Regions from separate parts of the Mus musculus genome. Here all the other regions are linked to region 1. A link is a contact called in public HiChIP or PLAC-seq and promoter capture Hi-C data. All regions are on one chromosome and are shown on one strand. The core of a region is the stretch at or near the end of the contact, and the rest is flanking DNA. Distances in the headings are between cores, read along the strand shown. Region 1 holds the start of Zc3h7a (zinc finger CCCH type containing 7 A). Region 2 holds the start of Emp2 (epithelial membrane protein 2). Region 3 holds the start of Tvp23a (trans-golgi network vesicle protein 23A). Region 4 overlaps Clec16a (C-type lectin domain family 16, member A). Region 5 overlaps Clec16a (C-type lectin domain family 16, member A).

The links. Promoter capture Hi-C pulls out the DNA fragments that hold promoters and counts their contacts. HiChIP or PLAC-seq counts read pairs in DNA pulled down with a chosen protein or histone mark.
Region 2: a promoter capture Hi-C map of pre-B cells shows a contact between it and region 1, with 3 times the contacts expected there. The contact joins the promoter of Emp2 here to the promoter of Zc3h7a in region 1. A contact is called at or near these places in 5 of 39 promoter capture datasets (the 3T3-L1 cell line, hippocampal neurons, liver and 1 more).
Region 3: a promoter capture Hi-C map of liver shows a contact between it and region 1. The contact joins the promoter of Tvp23a here to the promoter of Zc3h7a in region 1. A contact is called at or near these places in 2 of 39 promoter capture datasets (liver and stem cell-derived epiblast-like cells) and 1 of 115 datasets of contacts at active chromatin or transcription factors (bone marrow-derived dendritic cells).
Region 4: a contact with region 1 is called in an H3K27ac HiChIP or PLAC-seq map of double positive thymocytes, with 6 times the contacts expected there. The contact joins the enhancer-like site here to the promoter of Zc3h7a in region 1. A contact is called at or near these places in 5 of 39 promoter capture datasets (the C10 cell line, cranial neural crest, liver and 2 more), 1 of 15 datasets of contacts at CTCF or cohesin (large pre-B cells), 5 of 115 datasets of contacts at active chromatin or transcription factors (the SCID.adh cell line, bone marrow-derived macrophages, double positive thymocytes and 2 more) and 1 of 9 other capture datasets (liver).
Region 5: a promoter capture Hi-C map of the C10 cell line shows a contact between it and region 1. The contact joins the enhancer-like site here to the promoter of Zc3h7a in region 1. A contact is called at or near these places in 5 of 39 promoter capture datasets (the 3T3-L1 cell line, the C10 cell line, neutrophils and 1 more), 1 of 484 Hi-C or Micro-C datasets (embryonic retina), 3 of 115 datasets of contacts at active chromatin or transcription factors (bone marrow-derived macrophages, memory CD8 T cells and pro-B cells) and 1 of 9 other capture datasets (liver).

What each region holds. Positions count from the first base shown.
Region 1 is chr16:11,174,957-11,177,682 of GRCm38.p6, reverse strand. Zc3h7a (zinc finger CCCH type containing 7 A) reads left to right here and starts at 1,342. Exons shown (of 23, transcript NM_145931.3): 1 at 1,342-1,463.
Region 2 is chr16:10,312,572-10,315,297 of GRCm38.p6, reverse strand. It overlaps Emp2 (epithelial membrane protein 2), which reads left to right and starts at 1,330. Exons shown (of 5, transcript NM_007929.2): 1 at 1,330-1,486.
Region 3 is chr16:10,445,964-10,448,689 of GRCm38.p6, reverse strand. Tvp23a (trans-golgi network vesicle protein 23A) reads left to right here and starts at 1,328. Exons shown (of 7, transcript NM_001013778.2): 1 at 1,328-1,760. The coding sequence starts at 1,645.
Region 4 is chr16:10,588,353-10,591,078 of GRCm38.p6, reverse strand. The region is part of intron 9 of Clec16a (C-type lectin domain family 16, member A); the gene reads right to left. Among named protein-coding and RNA genes, the nearest start is that of Clec16a, 44 kb to the right of the region's middle. Within about 2 kb of position 1,353, at least 8 of the 459 cell types and tissues checked have an H3K27ac peak or open chromatin away from gene starts, as enhancers often do.
Region 5 is chr16:10,619,817-10,622,542 of GRCm38.p6, reverse strand. The region is part of intron 12 of Clec16a (C-type lectin domain family 16, member A); the gene reads right to left. Among named protein-coding and RNA genes, the nearest start is that of Gm52264, 37 kb to the left of the region's middle. Within about 2 kb of position 1,377, at least 36 of the 459 cell types and tissues checked have an H3K27ac peak or open chromatin away from gene starts, as enhancers often do.

The sequences.
Region 1 (2,726 bases), core at 93-2,592:
CTCTTAAGTTTATGTTGTTTCAAGGCAACAAAAATGTAGGCCATTGGTACAGGAACAACAGGAAGTCCATACATTCTCATCAAGTTTCACTTTGTACTGGCCCAGTACTGACGACTTCCTGAGCTTACAGTAGCACTCTGGGTCCAGACAGAGTGCATCTCAGTGTCTTCCTTCTAATGTAAACTTTTCCCTCTGTCCCCAGTGGTCCTGGACCTGGGTATTTCTTGCTTCATAGCCAAAGAAGACCTGGAACTCCTATCCCCCCCCCCCCACCCCCATGTACTGCTATGACAAGGGTACCCCACCATATCCAGTTTATTTGGTGCTGGAAATCAAACTCAAGGCTAGGCAAGCACTTTGACAACTAAGTTACATCCTCAACCCCTTTCACTTTTCTGCTTGTCCTTTCTATATATCCGCCCAACGGCATGAAGAAACTTTCTAAAACTGCAAATTAGACCTTGTAATTTCCATCTCAGACACTGAATTCCAAATTTCATGCAGTGGCTCATCCTCTTTGAGCTTTCTACACACACACTTTGTCTTCCCTGTCCCTCAGCAACTTAGGCTCAGGATCTTTCCCACTGCCTGGAAGCACTCTCCCTTCTACTGCCCTGACTTGGAGCACTTTTCACATCTCCAGTCGCAGGGACTCAGCCTTACATTGTTCTGTCTGGGGTAATGTACACCTGACCACTGAAACACCGGTGAATACAGCGACATATAAGTTGAGATGAAGGCCAGGGAGAACAAGAGCTTGTGTTGGCTCTGAGATCCGTCCCTACATTCATTTGCAAAAATACCGCATTTTGTTTTCAAGATGATAAAAACAGTGACTGCGAGTAGGATAGGGAATTGAGGACAAGTTCCGAAGTGACGCTCCGGCGTCCGAATGAGTTTAGGTCACCTCCCTGTTCAACGCGGGTCCCTATGCCTGTCATTCATTTGAAAGGACACGACTGTATGGCTGTTTTCAGGGTGACGGTAACAGTATCGGAATGCAAAGCAGGACGCTCAGGATAAGTTACTGCAGAGAACAGATTCCGAAGGAAGTGACACCCTGGTGCCCAGATGAATCTAGGTCTCCTTCCAGTCCTACTTTGGTATCCAAGCGGTGTGGGAGAGGGCGATGATGCTGGGCTCAAGAGCTTGCGGTCTCTCACCCCCTTCCGTGTGGCCGCCCAGGGTTCCGCCTATCGCCGCCGCTTCCGCAGCCCCGAGGCCCCGACGTGGCGCCTCCAACCCCGGGCTGACACTGGCAACGCAGCCAATGGTAGCGTTTGCGGGGCGGCGCGCGAGGCCTCCCGCCGCCAGAGGGCGCCGCCCCGAGCGTCGCGGGCTGGCAGCTGCGGTGGGTCGCCCAGGGAAGCTGCGAGACTGTGAGAGCTCTTGAGCCGGTGAACGCACATCCCGCTGTCGCCTCCGCACTCCGCGCCCCTCGGCTCCTGGGTGCCGCCCCGCAGGTGAGGGAAGGGGACGCGCGGGCGTCGCGGGCAGGGTCGCGCTCTTCCAATCGCGTGCGTGCGCCGCGTCGCTTCGTGAGCACGCGCGGCCGTTAACGGACTTCAGGCGGGGGAGGGGCGCGGACCCCCGAACCGGCTGCACGGGCTCCTCGGGAGTCGTAATCCGGGCACGCGCGGCGGCCCCTGCCACCTGGACTGCCTGGCCGACATCCACGCACTAGCTTTTGGTGGTTTAGCATTTCGTTATTCCTGGGTGCTGGGTGATCGCGGGGCGTCCGTGTTAGTAAGTGTCTCGGTTTGGGGACGCTCGCGACGCCAGCTGAGTGCGCGCTCGCCGGTGTCGGGTTCGCCCCTTGCGGGTGTTATGCGCGGCCCACCCCGCGTATGGGTGGCGACTGGCTTCCGGTGTTCGGCCGGGGTTCGGAGACTGTACGAGGGTTCTCGGTTTTCCTTTCCCCACCCTTAAAGAATGGAGACCTGTCAGTTCCCATTAGCGGGAATTTCCGGTTAGGGGTAGTCAGCGCAGGGGTGTGGTCAGGTTGGAAGGTCCTAGCTGGGCCCAAGGGGTGGTGCCTGCGCTCTGACTGGGTGAATTTATTCCGGGGTTGGGCGTTTTTTGGGTCCCCAGATGTTAAGGGATCAAAGAGGGTCATAGTGTTAGGTATTTAAGACCAAGAGGGTCTGGTGTAGACCTGCGCTGTCCGATGGTAATGTGGCCACTGGTAAAGTGGGGTGGTCGAGCACTGGAATGTGGCAAGAATTGAGATTCACTTTTGGTTTCAATTTGTTTGTTTGTTTGTATGTTTGTTTCGAGACAGAATTTCTCTGTTTAGCCTTGGCTGCCCTGGAACTTACTTTGTAGACCAGGCTGGACTTGAGCTTAGAGATCTGCTTTCCCCTACCTCCCGAATGCTGTGATTTAAAAGCCGTGCCACCACCGCCCCACTCCGGTTTCAGTTTTAAAGTCTGATTTGAAAGATTTCGTTTGGGAGGAAGAAAAAGAACGAAAAAGATCTCCTTGGTAAACTCCTATGCTTAAATCAGCCAGTGTTTAGCAAGCAGTGTGTTATATACTTGAGGTGATACCTGTTGTGGCTACGTTAGAATTAAAACAATCTGTCCAGTTTCTTTTTACTATTTTAGTATGGCCACTTCGTAATTTAAAATGGCACGTACCGCCGGTATCGTATTTCGATTGGACAATGCTCTACTGGACTGGGGGAGGGGCTGGGCGCTCTTGCCATCTGCTCTTTTCCTGCTTCT
Region 2 (2,726 bases), core at 81-2,580, 860 kb after region 1:
TGTGTGCTCTCCATACACACAAGCAAATAAGTAAGTGAACAAATGTAATTAAAAAAATACTGAAAACAGAAATAACTGATGTGGCAAGAAGGCTCTGACAGGTGAAGGCACTTGCTGTCCAAGCCTGGTGGCCTGGTGATCCTCAGGAGCATTGCCAAGAAGGAAGGAGAAAATCAGCTCTTCAAAGTGCATGCGCGCGTGCACACACACACACACACACAGAGAGAGGGGGGGGGGAGAGAGAGTGAGGAGAGAGAGAGAGAGGAGAGAGAGAGGGGGAGAGAGAGAGAGTGAGGAGAGAGAGAGGGGGGGAGAGAGAGAGAGAGAGAGAGAGGAGAGAGAGGAGAGAGAGGGGAGAGAGAGAGAGGAGAGAGAGGAGAGAGGGGGGGAGAGAGAGAGAGAGGAGAGAGAGAGGGGAGAGAGAGAGAGAGGAGAGAGAGGAGAGGGGGGGGAGAGAGAGAGTGAGGAGAGAGAGGGGGGGGAGAGAGAGGAGAGAGAGGGGAGAGAGAGAGAGAGAGGAGAGAGAGGAGAGGGGGGGAGAGAGAGAGGAGGGGAGAGGGGAGAGAGAGAGAGGAGAGAGGAGAGGGGGGAGAGAGAGAGAGAGAGGAGAGAGAGGAGAGAGGGGAGAGAGAGAGAGAGAGGAGAGAGAGGAGAGAGAGGAGAGAGGGGGGAGAGAGAGAGAGAGAGAGGAGAGAGAGGAGAGAGGGGAGAGAGGGGAGAGAGAGAGAGAGAGGAGAGAGAGGAGAGAGAGAGGGGAGAGAGAGAGAGAGAGAGAGAGAGAGAGAGAGATTAAAAGTGCTTAAGAAAAGAAAAAGAGAAAGCAAGGATACAATGCCCAATTGAGATCACAACTTGGATCCTCTATATCAAACTTCTCAGGCCTGGCCAGGCTTGAAGGAATCTTAAGACTGGTCCTTATGGTGGTCTTACTTCGGGGAAGGAATTGATTTTTCAGTTATGGCTTGGCTCATATCAACTCAGCCTCTCCAGGAGGCACCGAGTGTGGCCTTTAGGCCTCAGGACAAGGTCCCGCCACGCCTTCCTTTTCTATCATAGGAAACTGAGGCAGGAGAGATTAACAACCAGCTAAATTAGTAAGAGACAGAGAGGGCTGCTCGGAAAGAAGTGGAAATCTCAGGGTCCTGACCCTGCAGTCAGGAGAAGAGGGGCGGCAGAGATGAGAAGGGCAGCGATGATCCCAGCAGGAGACTTCCAGCTCCCTCGAACTTTACAGAGTGCTGCTGGACGGCCCAGCAAGGGGAGGTGGGGGGGGGGGGGGCGCCCGGCCTCCCGTGGTCCCGCCCCCTGGATCGGCGGCTCCTGACATCACGGGCGGGCAGGGAGGCGGGCTAGGGAGAGGGCGGCAGGGAGGAGGCTCGGCAGCCCGGAGGGCGGAGGACGCCGCGCAGTCCCAGCCCCAAGCTTCAAAACAGCCGGCGCCTCGCCCCACGCGCAGCCCGCCACTGTGTCCAGACGCCCGTGCCCGGTGAGTTGGGGGCGCGACAAGGGACTGCGGTGACGTCGGGGTTCCGGAATGACAGGGAGCAGTGTGCCCTCTTTAGGAATCGGGACAGGCCAGGGGATCCGTGCTTGACGGGGAAGGGTTGGGGTGCGGTTCGTGCGGCAGTCCCGTTGCTCCTTCTCCAGATTTCTGTGGCGCAGACCTTCCCTTTGGTGCCCCCCAAGGCCACCCTGCCACCCCTGGGTGGCATTCGCCACCTTTTGCGTCCAAGTGGGCGGGAAAAGTCTGGGAAAGAGTCAGGGCGGATCCCCTCTCCACCATCGCTGGCCCAAAGCTCTGAACTCCAGAGTAGCCCACTTGTTGCCTGTTGTACTCAGCGTCTGATTCCCAAGCAGTACCAATCAGACAGGACCTGGTCCTCGGGTCCCTGAGGGCCGCGCACTCCTCCGGGTCTGGGCTCCGTGGCGCCCCACAGCGGCGAGGGGGCAGCTTCCTTGGGTTCTTAACGGTGTCCCAGCCTGGGGGGTAAGCTCCAAGGATGGCCCCCCTGCCTGCTCTTGACTACTGTGGCAGATCTGTGGGCTTTAAAGGGAAGAAGGGATGGCACCCATGATTCCACGGGAAAAGGAGGTATAACTGAGTGTGCATGCCAAGCTTGGAGAAGGACTGAAGCATCTAGGTTCAGTTCAGGAGGGTCCCACTACTATGAGGCATCTAGAACCTACAAGTTCAAAGGCAATCCAGAGTGGGTGGTGATCATTGCCAGGCGATGGAGATGGCTGGGATTTTGGACTATTTAACAGGTACAGATTTAATTGCGGATGATGGAACGTTTTGAGTATAGATAGTAGTGGGCGTCACTCAACATTGCTGGTTCATTTCAGGCCATGTGCTTGTAGAATTACAAATGGTTTACATCATAAATGCTGTGCTCTTACCACAATGAGAGGCACAAAAGACGCCTCTAGCCGCCTCTGCTTGAGCATTCCGAATCAGAGAGAAATTCCAAAACCTAGACATGGAGGCTGACCACCTCTCCCTGGAATGTCACTTTCAAATAATGTAAGGGGTTCAGTAGGATGGATCCATGCAGGTTACAGGAGAGACCCAAGGGAAGAGAATGTGGAAGGCCAATGGGAGTATGCATTGGGCTTCTCCCGCCTCCTCCCAGAAAGCCTTATTCTGGGAGACACCTGGCCTAGAGACCTGGCAGAGTTAGCTACTCAAGGCTGTGAAGCCACACCTTCACCCTGTCTTCCCCGTG
Region 3 (2,726 bases), core at 79-2,578, 730 kb after region 1:
AGGCCCTGGGTCTGACCCTGGGAGCTTTGGCAATCTGCTGTGCTGATTTTAGTGGATCATCTTATTAGTTGAGCAGCAGAGGGCTTAGAAGCTACTAGAACTGATGTTGGTTTGGAAATATATACATATACATATACATATACATATACATATACATATACATATACATATACATATACATATACATACAAACACACAGACATGTTTGTGTGGGGTGTGTGTGTCACTGGGGATTGAATCAAGAGTCTCTTGTATGCAAGACAAACACTCTAGCACTCACTAAAATCACTTGCTTGTGCATATGCCCACCCCACCCCATCCCCCTTCTACCTCATTTTTAAAATAAACTTTTTGAGATAGGATCTTGCTAATTTGCCCAGGCTGGTCTTGAACTTGTTTTGTATTTTAGGCTAGCCTGAAATTTGTGATCCTCCTGCTTCAGCCTTCCTAAGTACTGTGATTACAGGCCAACATTGCCATGTCAGTCAGAGTTTGAAAAACACTTCAAAAGGCTTGGCCCCTGAGATGGTCTTCTGTCATAGAAGGAGTCCCCTTTCCCTTCCCCCCAGACAGCATCTCTGTGTCCTAAAGAGTGGTGTGTGCAGCTGGCAGCTCTGGCACAGCTATAGGATTAAAGGTGAACCAGCCCCTTACTGCGCTCTAGCCAGGGCAGGAAGGAACTGCCCTGGAGCTTGTGGCTCGGTATCCCTGAGGGGGTCACCAGGAGTCAGGCTAACACCTGGTTGTGGGGGAGGGAGAAAGGGGAACCATGAAGCAAGACTAGCAGCTTTGGCTTCCTGTCACTCAGCTCTGTCCCAGGATGGCAGGGAGGGATATGGGGGCTAAGGGAGATTGTGTAGATAGTGGGGTGGGAATTGGGAAATGGCAGGGGTAGGCCATAGAAGAGATTCTGCGACTCTGTTCTGGGCCAGGAGAAGGCCAGCAAGGCCTTCACATGGCTACAACTACTCTTCTCTGTGTGCCCATTTCTATGTCAATACTGCTGTTCCCAAGCCACGCAACTAGATCCTGATCACAGCTGTTTGTTTATTTATTTGTTTGTTTCTATGCAGCCGGGCAATCTTCTGCTTCAGATTTCCAAGAGTCACAGGCTTGCACTACTATGCCTGGCGCAGAAGAGTTTGCTTTTTATAGAGCCAGCAAACTCTGCTTCCAACCTGAGCGCTCAGCTTCTGGATACTAACTTACATTCACGTCCTGCACCCTCCGTGTTGAACTCGGCTCTCAGTGTATCCCAGCATCCTTGGGTATCCTCTCTGGCTCCGCCCCAGTCCGCGACTGCGCACTGCACAGAGCCCCTCCCCCCATCGATCACTAGAGCTGAGCTAAGGCTGGGAGCATCCCACAGGCGGGCTCCCTGCTGGGCATCCTAAACTTTGGGCGGTGAAGGGCAGAGCTGGAACCTGTGCTATAGTGTCAAGTGGTACCCAGGGGGATGAAGCAGGTAGGGCTGCAGAGATGCTGCATTGGGAGGTAGATGCACTGGCCTTGAAGGCTAAGCCCCCGAGCAGTAAGGAGGGTGGGGAAAGCCTAGGGAACTAAGGGAATAATGCTGGGAGGAGCACAGAGACATATCCAGGGAGAGAGGGCGCTCACGCCCGAAGGCCTCCTGTGAGCTCTGGGATGGCCTGCCATCTATCTGCTCCTGCTGTTCCCCAGGGCCTAGGGGATGATACTGAGGATGTGTCCCTGGACTTCGGTAATGAAGAGGAGCTGGCCTTTAGAAAGGCCAAGATCAGGTATGTTGACTTATTTGGTCCCAAGCTGCAAATTCATTCATTCGCCAACTCATTCATTCGAAATACACGGAACAACTGCTGTGTGCATGAGTTGTACAGACCCTGCCCCCTTGGAGCCTAGAGCTTGGGGGCGGGGCAGCTGATTTATTAGGCAAAAATGTTAAGAGGGTTAGAAAGAAACTAGCACGGTGAGGTAAGAGAAGGTTCCAAGGGTTGTTCTCATGCTCTAGCACAAAGGGGCGGGGCGGGGGAAGGGGTCTTTGAGGCAGTGACTTTTAAGCTGAGACTGGATGCTGAGAAGCCGGCAGCCACAGGAGGCTCTGGAGGAAGAGAATTTGGGCTAAAGGAACAGGAAGTGCAAAGGTTCTGCATCCTTGTTGGAAGGTCAGATATGGCAGTGTAGGAGAGGAGTCAGTCTGCAGCAGGGTAGCTGCGAAAGTGCAAACCCCTGAGCCTTCAAGAAACAATCACAGCTCAGCCACGCCCACTTGTCCATCCCACTCGTCCCTAGCATACTTAGAGGCCTGGTACCTAGTGCTTTCTCTTTATGTTTTCTGGTACTGGGAATGGAACAGAGGGCCTTGTGTATGCTAGTCAAAAGTGCTACCTTTCCGCTACGGTTATTTTGTCTTCCTCTTCCATTAGATCATCCGACCCAAATACAACAGTCTCTAAGAATGAAATTAGTACGTGGTCACTGTAACAAATTGTCATAAACATGCTAGTTTCATGTAGTTCAGTTGGTGGAGTATCTGCTTAGCACGAACAGACCTCTGGGTTCCATCCTAACCACAGCATCAACGAGGCATGGTGGTGTGCACGTGCACATGCGCTCCTGTACCTCTCAATAATAAGGGCATTTGTGACAATACCGCAACCCTACTCAGCAACCTAGGGTAATTTGCACCTTTACAATGTGAGGTCTGGGCGTGTAGCTCAGTTGGTAGAGTACTTGCCCAGCATGCA
Region 4 (2,726 bases), core at 104-2,603, 590 kb after region 1:
ATGTCTGTTAACAGTGGGGGTGCAGCACTGAAGGTGCAAGGATTGAACTTGCTGAAACACCACTCTCCTGGAACCAGAGAGGACTTGTAGAGCTCAGAGACTCCAGGGTCCATGCTTAGCATAGCACCTGGGCTTTCAGACAGGCAGCATGTGACATCATGATAGTACTTTCTGGGAAGTAGCCTAGGACCTGTGGTCAGGGCTACAGGGAACTAGCATCATCTTTTGTTCTCTTCACCCAAGGCCATTCTCTCCTCCCATTGCCAGCCTAGCTCTAGCGCCCTGCCAGCAACTGTCTCTGGCATTCAAAAAAAGAGCAAATAAATGTCTATAAGATTAGTGAATTTCAAGCCAGCTTCTTCAATCAATGCAAGGAAAGATCTGACATCCCTCATTAAAGAATGACATGCTAAGCAGCTGATTGGCATTTCTTTAGGGAAGGCGCTTTAAGTTCATGATGAAGCTGTAATGGGTTCAGGCTCAACACTAGCAATCCTAGAGGGACAAACACTCAACCTCTAGGACCCTAGACTTCCTTGTGGGGAGACTGGGGCATAGCACTGTTTTGATCTCTAGAAAAGAAGCATGAGACAAGAGATGCCATGCCTTTTATGAAGCTAAAAACAGCCCCTCTGCTGGCTCCACAGCCCAGCCTCCCCGTCCCTAGCCACCAGTTCCTTGAAGACTCCATTCCCTGACCTCAGTTTGCAGGCCCAAGGCTACCTCCAAGGCTGATCCTCCTGAAACTGTCTCCCGTCCTTCAGACACAGGTCTCATATCTACGAGTGTGTGTTCATTCGCTGTCTGACCCTCATCCCAGAGAGTTAGGATGGGGACACGTGTCTTATTCATTCTTATTCATTCTGGGTTCTCCAAGGCCAGCATAGCAGCTGCCTGCCTATAATGTGTAAGTACTCAGTAAATGCTCAAAGTGGGCACTAAGCATCACGAGCCATAGCTGTCCATGGTCAGCAGGCTGGGCCCTGCTTGCAGTAGGGCGAATCCAAGTCATGATCTCAGTCATAACTCTCCAGCCTTTCAATCATTTGGGAGAATAAAGCTTACCATGGCTCTATCTCCCCTGTCCTCTTTGCTTTTTATTTTGAGACAAGGACTCACTCTGCAGCCCAGTCAGGCCTTGAGGTCTTGATCCTCCTGCCTCAGCAGCTAGAAGTGAGACTGTAGGCTTGCATTACCAATCCCAGGAAATGCAGTTTAATGTGACCTTTTCCTTCTACATTATGTTGGTGAATTGTTAACGGGGTTTAAGTCTGATGAAAGCGAGCTCTGGGAGTGTGGAGGGCTCTCCTGACCCAGACTCTAGAATGCTTATTTCAAGTGTCCTCCAAAACCCCTTGTCTGGGATGAGCTGGCCTCTTTTCTCTGTATCAGGGATAGGGCAGGACAATAAACAGCCCAAGAGTAAGAATATCGTGCCCTTGAAAACAGCTGAAAAGGCCAACTATTTCCAATCACGGTTACTGTTGCTTATCCCATGATATAAAAATGTCTACTGAAGAAACAGGAAGCTAGGGCTCCTTCATGAATGCTCCTGGAAGTCTCAATTGGAAACTCTAGCCTGCTTCAGCAAGCCTTCCCAGACACTTCTGCTGGACAACTGTACACTCCCAATTAGATGATAACTGTCTTGCTGTTATTTCTCTTTTACTTGGAAGCCTTGCCTGAGGGGATGCCTGCTCCACCCAGAACTCTCCCTGGAAAACCACTGCTGGCTACCTCAATGAGGCCACACTAGTCCATTTCTGCTGAGTACTCTTAAAGCCTTAATTTGATGTTGCTTTTGTTCGCCCTCACAGTTAGGCTACTGTGCTGCATATTGTATACAGCCCCCGACTGGATGATGTTTGCTGTCATCTGACCCTTCTTGCTGTTGATTCTGTTGATTCTGTGTGGTATATATTTAGTAAATTTTCTCATCCAAAGCTGAAAGCAAGGAACTGTAGATCATTAAAATCATCTTCTCATCAGTGACGTTTCAAAATTTGTTTTCTGGATACAAGGAAGGCCTTCCAGGGTGAGGTGTTGAGAGCCCAGTAAGTGGTCAGCAGCCAGGCCTGTCAGGATCTGCTAATCATGTGTCATCAGAATGTTCTAGAAAGTGGTTCAATCCGCCTCCCAGGAGAGCTCACTCCCCTCAGGCATGATGAATGATGCTTGTCTGACACCACAACCACCAGAGTGTAGAGTGTCCAAGGGCCGGTGTCTCTAGGATGGACACAGTGAGCACTCTCACCAGTGGTTGTCCATGGCCCAACAGGTGAAACATCCAAACAAGAGCAAGAAGTTTCTTCATTTAAGAATTCTGGTACTGACAAAGAAGATTTCTGTGGCTTGTTACCGATGAGGTATCTGATTCCTTCCTTGGGAGCTGTTATTTCAATACACTTCACTGTAGTGAGAATTCTGAAATTTTAGTTTCTTAAAAAAAAAAAAACCACAGAAATATTATTAGAATATGTTTTCATTTTAATCCCAGGTGTGGGATAGGGGGCTGCTTTGTAGCAGCTGACTATGGTTTGCCCTGTGCTGTAGCAAAGGTGTGGTTTTGCCAGCTGCAGATAGTTTCTGCAATTGTGTGGCATTTGGGATTCTGGTAACTTTTCATAGGGTATATAAATGCGAGGGACCTGAAAGGCAGGGTTGGTGGTTGGCGGTCGTTCAGCAGTGTTGGTTATGGTTTGTTAGTAGTGCTCAAAGAAGAAACA
Region 5 (2,726 bases), core at 128-2,627, 560 kb after region 1:
CCAGGAGACAGAAGGCCTGGATTCAGTTTTGTTTTCTGTGACAAGCAGTCTTGAGAAGCCAGTGTGTCGAGAAGCATTTGATCTGGGATTTTTAACTACCTGACTAAACAAAATACTGTCTGGTGGTGCTGGAGAAATAAAGCCCATGATGGCTCCCCTGCGCAGTCCACTTGACTAGATTTGGAACGACACAGAAGACACAGATATGGATCTGTCTGGGAGGGTGTTTCCATAGAGGTTTAGCAGAGGAGAGATGGCCACTTCACATGCTCTGCTTCCTGACAGAGGATATGATGTGATAACCTGCCTCATGCTCCAGCCACACTGGACTGCAACCCTTCTAAACCATGACCCGAAGGCAATCCTTCACTTTCACTCTTCTTGTCAATGCCACCATATGACAGGGCATGTATGTAAAATGTGAGACGGCACACAGGGGTGACCCACACATGCAGTATGGTTTTCAGTTACAGAAAGGCAGGCTCTGTGGCAAATGAACTACAGCTTCTTTGCCAGTCATTTCTTTCTGTCTGAGATAAGCCTTTGGTAAGATTTTGTCCTGTTTGCACAAGTCTTAAGTGCCTCAAGAAAACTTTCAAAGATACCTTTCTATGCAGCACAGGACCCACTGAGACCTGCCTCCCAGCAGGCCATGTGCTTCCTCATTCCTTTCCTGCCAACGGTCAGGATGGAGGTAAGTATAGAGATGTGTCACTTTCAATTAACTAATTCAAAGAGCCCAGAAGGGAAAGGGAAGGCATGGCTCCACACTATAGCTTTTAAAAGCTTCCCTCCCAACTCTGACTTCTAGATTCTTCTTAGCTGCAGTACACAGGCAGGTCAAGGGTAGAAGACACCTTTGGCAAAGTTAGACAAAGGAAGCAGACAGAGGCCTGACTAAGGAGTAGATGTGAGCAGGAGAACATGTCACCCAGTTAGTTTCCTGTTGCTTGTGACCTCAGGTTCTCCTAGCTGAATTCTCATAGGTACTGGCAGCACTGGCGAGCTTTAGACAATTGTTCTGAGAGCTAAGCGGATTGTCAGTCAGTTTCTAATGTATTTCTGAGTCTGAGCTTGTGTCAGCTGCAATCTGCAAAGTGGTATCTGCCAGCTCTCATCCCCACAATCTTGTCGCCCACTTTTCAGCTTTTCTATACCTCTTGGTGGTGTTCCAGGAACTTCTTAGCAAAACAAAACAAATCCCAAAGCTCAAAGTGCCTCCTGGGTAAACAGTGGGGGCAGCATAGGACATGGAGTGAATTGGAGAGGCTAGGACTACAGAGCCGCCCAACATACAGCCTCCACTCAGACTTGACCGAGGTGAAGGCTACATTTTCTATTACAGATACTAACCAGAATTTATTAAGTGGCCTGGCTGAATCATGCCACCGCCTTACTCTGTCAGGCAACCCTTCCCACTGTGGGCCCTTCATTTCAGGGCAGTGTATCATCTATTAAGATTTACTGGAAGGCTTGAGCTCACATTTGGTTTCTATTAACAAGGCTTTCAGGCTGAAATTGTCTTCTAAGGGGGAAAATATTAACTAAGAAGAGAATATCTTATTTGGGGCCTGTTTCAGGGGAAAGGACAAGGAAAAGAGAAGCTGGAATCAAATGTAGCTAACCAGTAAGCCAACCAGCCAAAGAGCCCCCATTCAAAGTCACCCAAGGCAGCCCCTGGGCACAGTGGCCAGGCTGGCATACCATGTGCCACAGTCCCTCCATCAGCAGCTTCCCCAGGATGTCAGGGTCTCTGGGTGTCAAACTTGAGCTTTTGATTTCAATTTGCCTGTTTAAATGGCCCAATTTTACTAGTTCTAATCACTATTTGTCCAGAGAAGCTGAAGTCAGGAATTCGCTCATCACCCAGATTGTTCCCATCCACATCAAAGGAAGGCCTGGTCCTCAGCTGTGAGCTCCTCCTGTCTCATTAACAATTGCAGGGTCCCCACTGACTCGTCCTCTTGCTGGACCTGTACCCTTCACACTCAATTCTGATGTCCAGCCTATTGGCGTAGCCTGCTCTGATTCCCAACTCTGTCACAGACCCTGCAGCTCCATTCCCACAGCCCACACTATCTCCACTGCTTCCTCATGAGTTGCTCAGCTTCTCTCCAGCAGCTCACTCCCCTACTCTGAAAAGCCCAAGAGCTGGAGGCTCCTCTGGAAACTTATCATCTGAGGATATTCTTTCTTTTTTTTTCCTATTATTTATTTAGTTTATATGTACATATATCTTGCCTGCATATATATGTCTGGGCACCATCTACATAGTTGACTGATAGTTGTAAGCCACCACGTGGGTGCTGGGAATCAAACCTGGGTCTTCTGGAAGAGCAGTCAGTGCTCTTAACTGCCAAGCCATCTCTCCAGCCTCTCTGAGGGCATTTTCCTGCTAAGTTCTCTAGGGATTCCCTGCTATACTTGGCATAAACTTGAATCTTGTCACATGCCTCCCTGGGCAGTCTCACTAGGTTTATGTGCTGCTCTTAGAATATGTCTCCACTTTCCTACTGCAAGCTTTGCCTGGAGCAGTCTCTTCATCCTTACAGAGTTTACTCCGTGGCACTCTTCCGGCTCTGTTCTAAGTTGTCCCATCTACTGGAGAAGTCTTCCCTGGCTGCTTTGGCTGTCACCCAGCTATACTCTACCACTCCTTGCTCTGACCTCTCATTTCCTGCTTCCCTTTCCCATCACCTTGAGTCCTCTTCTTGTTCACTTAGATA